2 separate regions of the Arachis hypogaea genome follow, and region 1 is linked to region 2. The links are chromatin contacts, called in public Hi-C maps. All regions are on one chromosome and are shown on one strand. The core of a region is the stretch at or near the end of the contact, and the rest is flanking DNA. Distances in the headings are between cores, read along the strand shown.

The links. Hi-C and Micro-C count contacts between places; a contact is called where the count stands out from the background.
Region 1: a contact with region 2 is called in a Hi-C map of leaf, with 3 times the contacts expected there. The contact joins the promoter of LOC112786721 here to the enhancer-like site in region 2. A contact is called at or near these places in 2 of 8 Hi-C or Micro-C datasets (both in leaf).

Annotation. Positions count from the first base shown.
Region 1 is chr20:73,431,130-73,433,985 of arahy.Tifrunner.gnm2.J5K5, reverse strand. LOC112786721 (polyadenylate-binding protein RBP47) reads left to right here and starts at 1,448. Exons shown (of 6, transcript XM_025830093.3): 1 at 1,448-2,485. The coding sequence starts at 2,057.
Region 2 is chr20:73,103,467-73,106,586 of arahy.Tifrunner.gnm2.J5K5, reverse strand. No RefSeq gene overlaps it. Among protein-coding and RNA genes, the nearest start is that of LOC140182673, 3.2 kb to the left of the region's middle. Within about 2 kb of position 1,591, at least 1 of the 3 cell types and tissues checked has open chromatin away from gene starts, as enhancers often do.

The DNA of each region.
Region 1 (2,856 bases), core at 199-2,698, 330 kb before region 2:
TGTTAGAGCTACCTGAGATGAGAGTCCTGGCTATGTCCCCCAGAAAAGAATCCCAATGAAAAAATTTCTACATGGTAGCTGCCGTAGGATCCTCCGATATATCCTCCAACTATGCATATTCAGCCTCCTTGTCTGACAGCTGATCATCTCCTTCAGCACACTATTATATTTATTTAATTTAAGTTAAAATTAATTATAAAAATATTATAACATAATATACCTTTTAATTAGAAACTAGAATTAATATTCTCAAAATTGGCATTCTATTTGTGTTAATATACAACTAACAAAAATCGAATTTTCAATTTTAGATCCCCAAAATCTCTCTATTTAATATCTCTTTTTTATATTGTATTCTATTAGAATAGTTCAATATATATATATATATATATATATATATATATATATATATATATATATATATATATATATATATATATAGATAAAATTTGTATAAGTATACATAAAAAAATCCTTTTGTTAAGAAATAGAATTCTCGGGATAGGAATAAACAAATCATGGATAAATCTAAGCGACTCTTTCTTAAATCCAAACGATCTTTTCGTAGGCGTTTGCCCCCGATTTACCTAAATTAATATAGAACTTCTAACTAACAAAATCAAAATATCTAACACATTAACTAAATTAATAAAGCCTAAACACCTAACTTAATTATTTATTGAAAATAAAATAGGAAAAAATTAATTTTAAAATCCAAAGATCTAGCTATATGCCAATTGCCAAGTTGCATTTAGTCTGTTGATGTCTCCGTCGCAAACATATTGTCAGAGAGCCATATGTACTTTAGGACCTCGAACTTAAGCTGTTATAAAGTTACAAAATTCTTAAAAATTATTCAAATGAACGAAAATCTCGACTATTGTGGCTTCATATATGTCTCGAAGCATATTTTGAGTGCTGAGACCCGTATTAAGCTTTTGAGTGTATCTCGAATACTAAGATCTTGTTTAGCATTTACACGTATCTCGAATGCTCAGTTTTCGTTTTCCTGCTTAACACGTATTCTGAATGCACCCTGGATACGTCAGTCGTCGTTACGTTACCGGGATCTAGGTACACGATATATGCTTATTCTCTAATTCCTTCCTCATATCCGAAATGTAATACGTTATGTATTTAGGTAATTACTTTATATTTTATGTATTTTCGTAATTTCTATATTTATTTAATTTAAATAAAAAATTCCTTTTTTCTTTAAACTTTAAAAAAATCTTAAAATAAAAATAAATATCATCCGCAGAAATAGAAATATTACAATAAAATTCAGTAAATTTAGGATTGATTTGTTAAAATAAAGATTAAAGAAGATAAGAGAAAGGAAACAGATTTTTTACCGTGGTAGATATTATTTAAAAAATAACAATAAAAAATCATTATATGATTTCACCCGTGTATTCTTATCAACACCCCCAACCCAATAATATCCAAGAATAAAATAAGATTCATCCTGGTAGATAGATCATAGATCATAGATAAGTGATAACCCTAAAACAAAGGTAACGGTCATTCATGTGTGCCACTGCCAGCGTATCCATCTTACGAGCTACTGACGTGCGCAGCAACTGAGGAACTTGGAGAGCAGCAAGTGGGAGAAGAGAAGGAAGAGAAAGAAATAGCAGCCACTTAACGAGAGCCGTCGATTATTTTCTACTGGACCCCACACACATCACAAGACAATTGTCAATCTTCACGGACGGCTTAGACGGACGTTATAACCGAGGTTAACGCTCGTAAGCCCCCCCCTTCCTTTCCTTTTCTCTCTCCCTCCAGATCCAAACCCAACCCAAAGAAAGTGCGCGTGTTGTTATTTACTTGCTTTAAAACCCAACCCTACTACCACCGTAACCCTCCTCTTCTTCGTTTTTGGTCTTTACACCCTGGTTGGACCAAAGTCCTCTCTCTTTCTCTCTCTCTAACATCTTCTATTCAAGAAAATCAGAGAGAGAGAGAGACAGAGAAACACTAATCAAACCATATACACATATATAGATAGATAGATAGATATAAACTTATTGTTTATAGCTGTTTGATTTGAATGGCTCAAGCAACGAACGGTGGGGATCTGAATCAGAATGGACAGCAGCAGAGTCAGCAGCAGTGGGCGCAGCCGCATCAGTATCAGCAGCAATGGATGGCCATGCAGTATCCAGCAACCGCCATGGCCATGATGCAGCAGCAGATGATGATGTACCCGCAGCATTACATGCCGTATGTTCATCCTCACCATTATCAGCCTCCGCCGCCGCCGCCGACCGCTCACCACCACCACCAGCATCATTTCAAGCAGCAGCAGACTCCGCCCCCGTCGTCTCAACCGCCACAGCAGCACCACAACAACCACCATGGCCAGCAGAAGCAGCAATCTGGCTCCAACGGCGAAGAGATCAGGACGATCTGGCTCGGCGACCTTCACCATTGGATGGACGAGAACTACCTCGTCAATTGCTTTGCTCACACCGGCGAGGTATAATTCTCTCTCTCTCTCTCTGGATTTAATTTAAGCTTGTTGAAGTGAAATTGAATATCTTTCTTTCGGTCTTAGATTTGTTGCTCGGTTTTGGATTTTGATTGATTCAATGAGATTCTCGTTTTGGCATAATTAATATTATTATCTCGTGTGTTTTGTTAGATGCAGGCAATTATAGTAAAAATAATTCTCTTTCTTACTGAATTTTGCTGTTTCACACTATGTAATGTAATCCCTCCGCGTTTGAGATATTCTGTTTTGGTATAAATGAACTTGATTTATAACGTGAAGTGGTGTGTATGTACAGAAGTAATTTTTCACATTTGATTCTGACTTCAGATTTAACTGTCAACATGTGTTTGATGAAC
Region 2 (3,120 bases), core at 342-2,841:
TTCTCAGCGACCTTAGCTTGAAACTAACGGACAGAAAATTAAATTTGATAAATGAACTTGCAATAACATTCATTAATAATATCTTCTTCAAATTTTTATTCCTTGTTTTACATAAAAAAAAAAAATTATTTTTGCTATGGTTCTGGTAAAGTTTATTAGCGTAACTCTTGTATACTAGTTTATTATTGTCATTTTTTGATAATATAAATTTATTAATCTCCTTACAAAAAACAAAGTAAATAAAAATTAAATAATAACTGAAGATAAAATTATAAATAATTATAATTTTTAGTTTATAATAGTATCAAATACAAGACTTTCGAGAGTACTAAAAAATTTTTGATTAACATAATTTATTAAACTATGCTTTGCTATATTTTTCATATTTTTTTTGTTTTTCGTATAAACTATATTTTATGATTTCATATATATTATTCTTAATTTATACATTTATAAAAATTACTTAAATATTCATCTTGAACTAATCAATTAACGTAAAATATTTATTAAATTTCATGTCCTCCGACTCAATTTTCACTTAAAACAGATTTTGAAAATTATCAACTAAACGACATTTATTTTATTATGATTTATCCTAATATAAAGTTATTAATCATAAATCACATTAATACCAATGTACTTATAACTAAAATCAATTTCACAAAAAAAAAAAATTTAATACAAATTTTAATCTAAACACACACTACGTTGTTAGCACAATACATAACTAGAACACGTTATCGATAAACTACACTAAATCGACTAAATTTCTATTTTAGGGCCTTAGCTTACACAACGAACAATATTCACAATGAAATTTTTTTTCTCAGATATTTTTCAAATTAGTTTTTTATTGAAATCTTTTACTCAATTACTTACATAATTTAAACAAAAAATTTGTTCCGTACTATCAACTAATAATCGTTAAATTTATTCACCAATTTTACGCCTGTAAGTGTTCAACCATTCTCATTCTTACCTTCTGCCTAACTTTTGTATTTTTTTGGGAATCCTTACCTTCCTTCCAAACCAACAGATAGTAAACACCACTTCCGACCGGATGAAAAAATTTAACGGATTTCCACCGGTAAAACCCAACTCATTAGATGTCTTTAGTCCATTAGTGATACCCATTGAATGATAGTCCAATCCTTCGCACTCAAACCTTAAATGGGCCACACATATCTTCCTGCAGCCCACAACCATTTCGGCTCGGCTAAAGTGCTATTGCACTTCTGCAGCAAATTCTGGCTCCACATACGTAGGCTTCTTTAAAATTGGACAAAACCGACAATTACTCTCAACATGCACAGCATAACTTCCACACCATTTGCTATCCCACCCAACACTCTATTGATGGGATTTCCACACAAGAAAGTGTCCCATCAATCCCTGCCCTTCTAATATTTTACATTATATCTTTGCGGACATACCAATGGAAACACTGCTGTTCTGCAAAAATACATGGGCACACGTGAACACCTTCCTTATATTATATTCTGACATAAAAAAAGTGGCATATTACATGTCTTTGAGCCTTTAGTTGAATGACAAAATATAATGTTTTTTAATATTCTTCATCCGGGATCGATCCCCGGCAATGACCGAGTAATAAATGACAAAAAAAAATAATAACATATCATATGCCTATCGAACAACCACATTCGAATTTGAATTTGACTTTAGCTGTAGTGAACAAAAAAAAAAAAATTCATATGGTATAGTGCGGATTTGTTATATTATAAAGACCGAACAAAAGTAGCTAGATAAAAATTTACTATGTGCTTCAACTTCCAAGATATTAGAGACAAAGAAAGACAATAAAAATAATTTGTATTATATTTCATTATAGTGGATAGAATTAAAAAAGGATCGTTGTCTATCCTTATTAGAATGGGCAAGTCACATAAATATGTATAAAATACCAAAATTGTCAATTCTAATTAAAATATAAAAATTTCTTCTAACCTATAGTTTCTTTCTTGTATTATTAGGCTAGCATTTTTAATCTAATCACTTTTATTTTCAATGTTCCCTTCATATGTAAGAGAAAAGAAAGAGAGACAGAAGAGAGAAAGAATAACCGCGGAAGAAAAGGAAAAAAAAACAGACGAAAGAGGAGAAAATCAAAATATAGAGAAAGTATAAAATGATGAAAAGGTAAAAGAGGTAAAGTAACAAAGAACAAAAACGAAGGAGGAGGTAGTGAAGAGAAAGGACAAGGACAAGTAGAAGAAAAGTAAATTCATTTAGAATTTTGCTAAGGAGCTAATGAGATATCTGTACAATGTGTACAATGGGCTATTTATTTAGTCCAATTTGAGTTAAAAATGAAAATTACCCACGTTTACTCTAATTTTAAAAGTGTTATTTATTTTTGTGTTCACTACCATTGTACACATTGTATACCAATTACATTGGCTCTTCATACTTTTCCATTCAGAATTATGAAGGAAGAATAAAGATCTGATCCAAAATACTTCATTAAGTTTGTGTCTACAATTTTTTCTTCTTTCGTGTTTCTATCCTAACAATTAAACATGTTTTATTTTTCGAGTAAATGTTCAATTTGGTCTCCGATATTCAAATCACGCATCAATTAAATTCTTGACTTTTGTAAATGTCCAACTACGTCCTTTAAATTGAAAAACGTAAGTCTCCATTGGTCTCCGAGTAAACTGCCATCTTAATAGTGCTGACGTATATTGTTAAGTGCCATCCTGACAATATAAAAAGGGCATCGTTCAAGGAGAACCCACCTGAAACCTGCCTCATCCTTGTTGAGACCCAGAGTTTCCATCTCCCCTTTCTTCTTCTCCATCAACACTTCATTCCAAGAAGACATTGCCACTGGAGACTTCTTCACCACATGTTGCAAGATGCCGAGACCGAGCCTCGCACTCTGTGCCCCTGACCGTCTCCTGAAGTCATGTTTGCTGTCGCATATACATTGCCACGTAAGGCCATCACCGTGCCTCCCCGATTTGAAAAACCAGAGTATCATCTTAATCGGTGACCCCTAATCCGCCTTAGAAGTCTCTTTGACCTCTTGCCCGTCCGCATGTCGTGTCCTCCTCCTTGAAGATATTTCTGCTTCGGCGCTATTGTGACACCACTCTT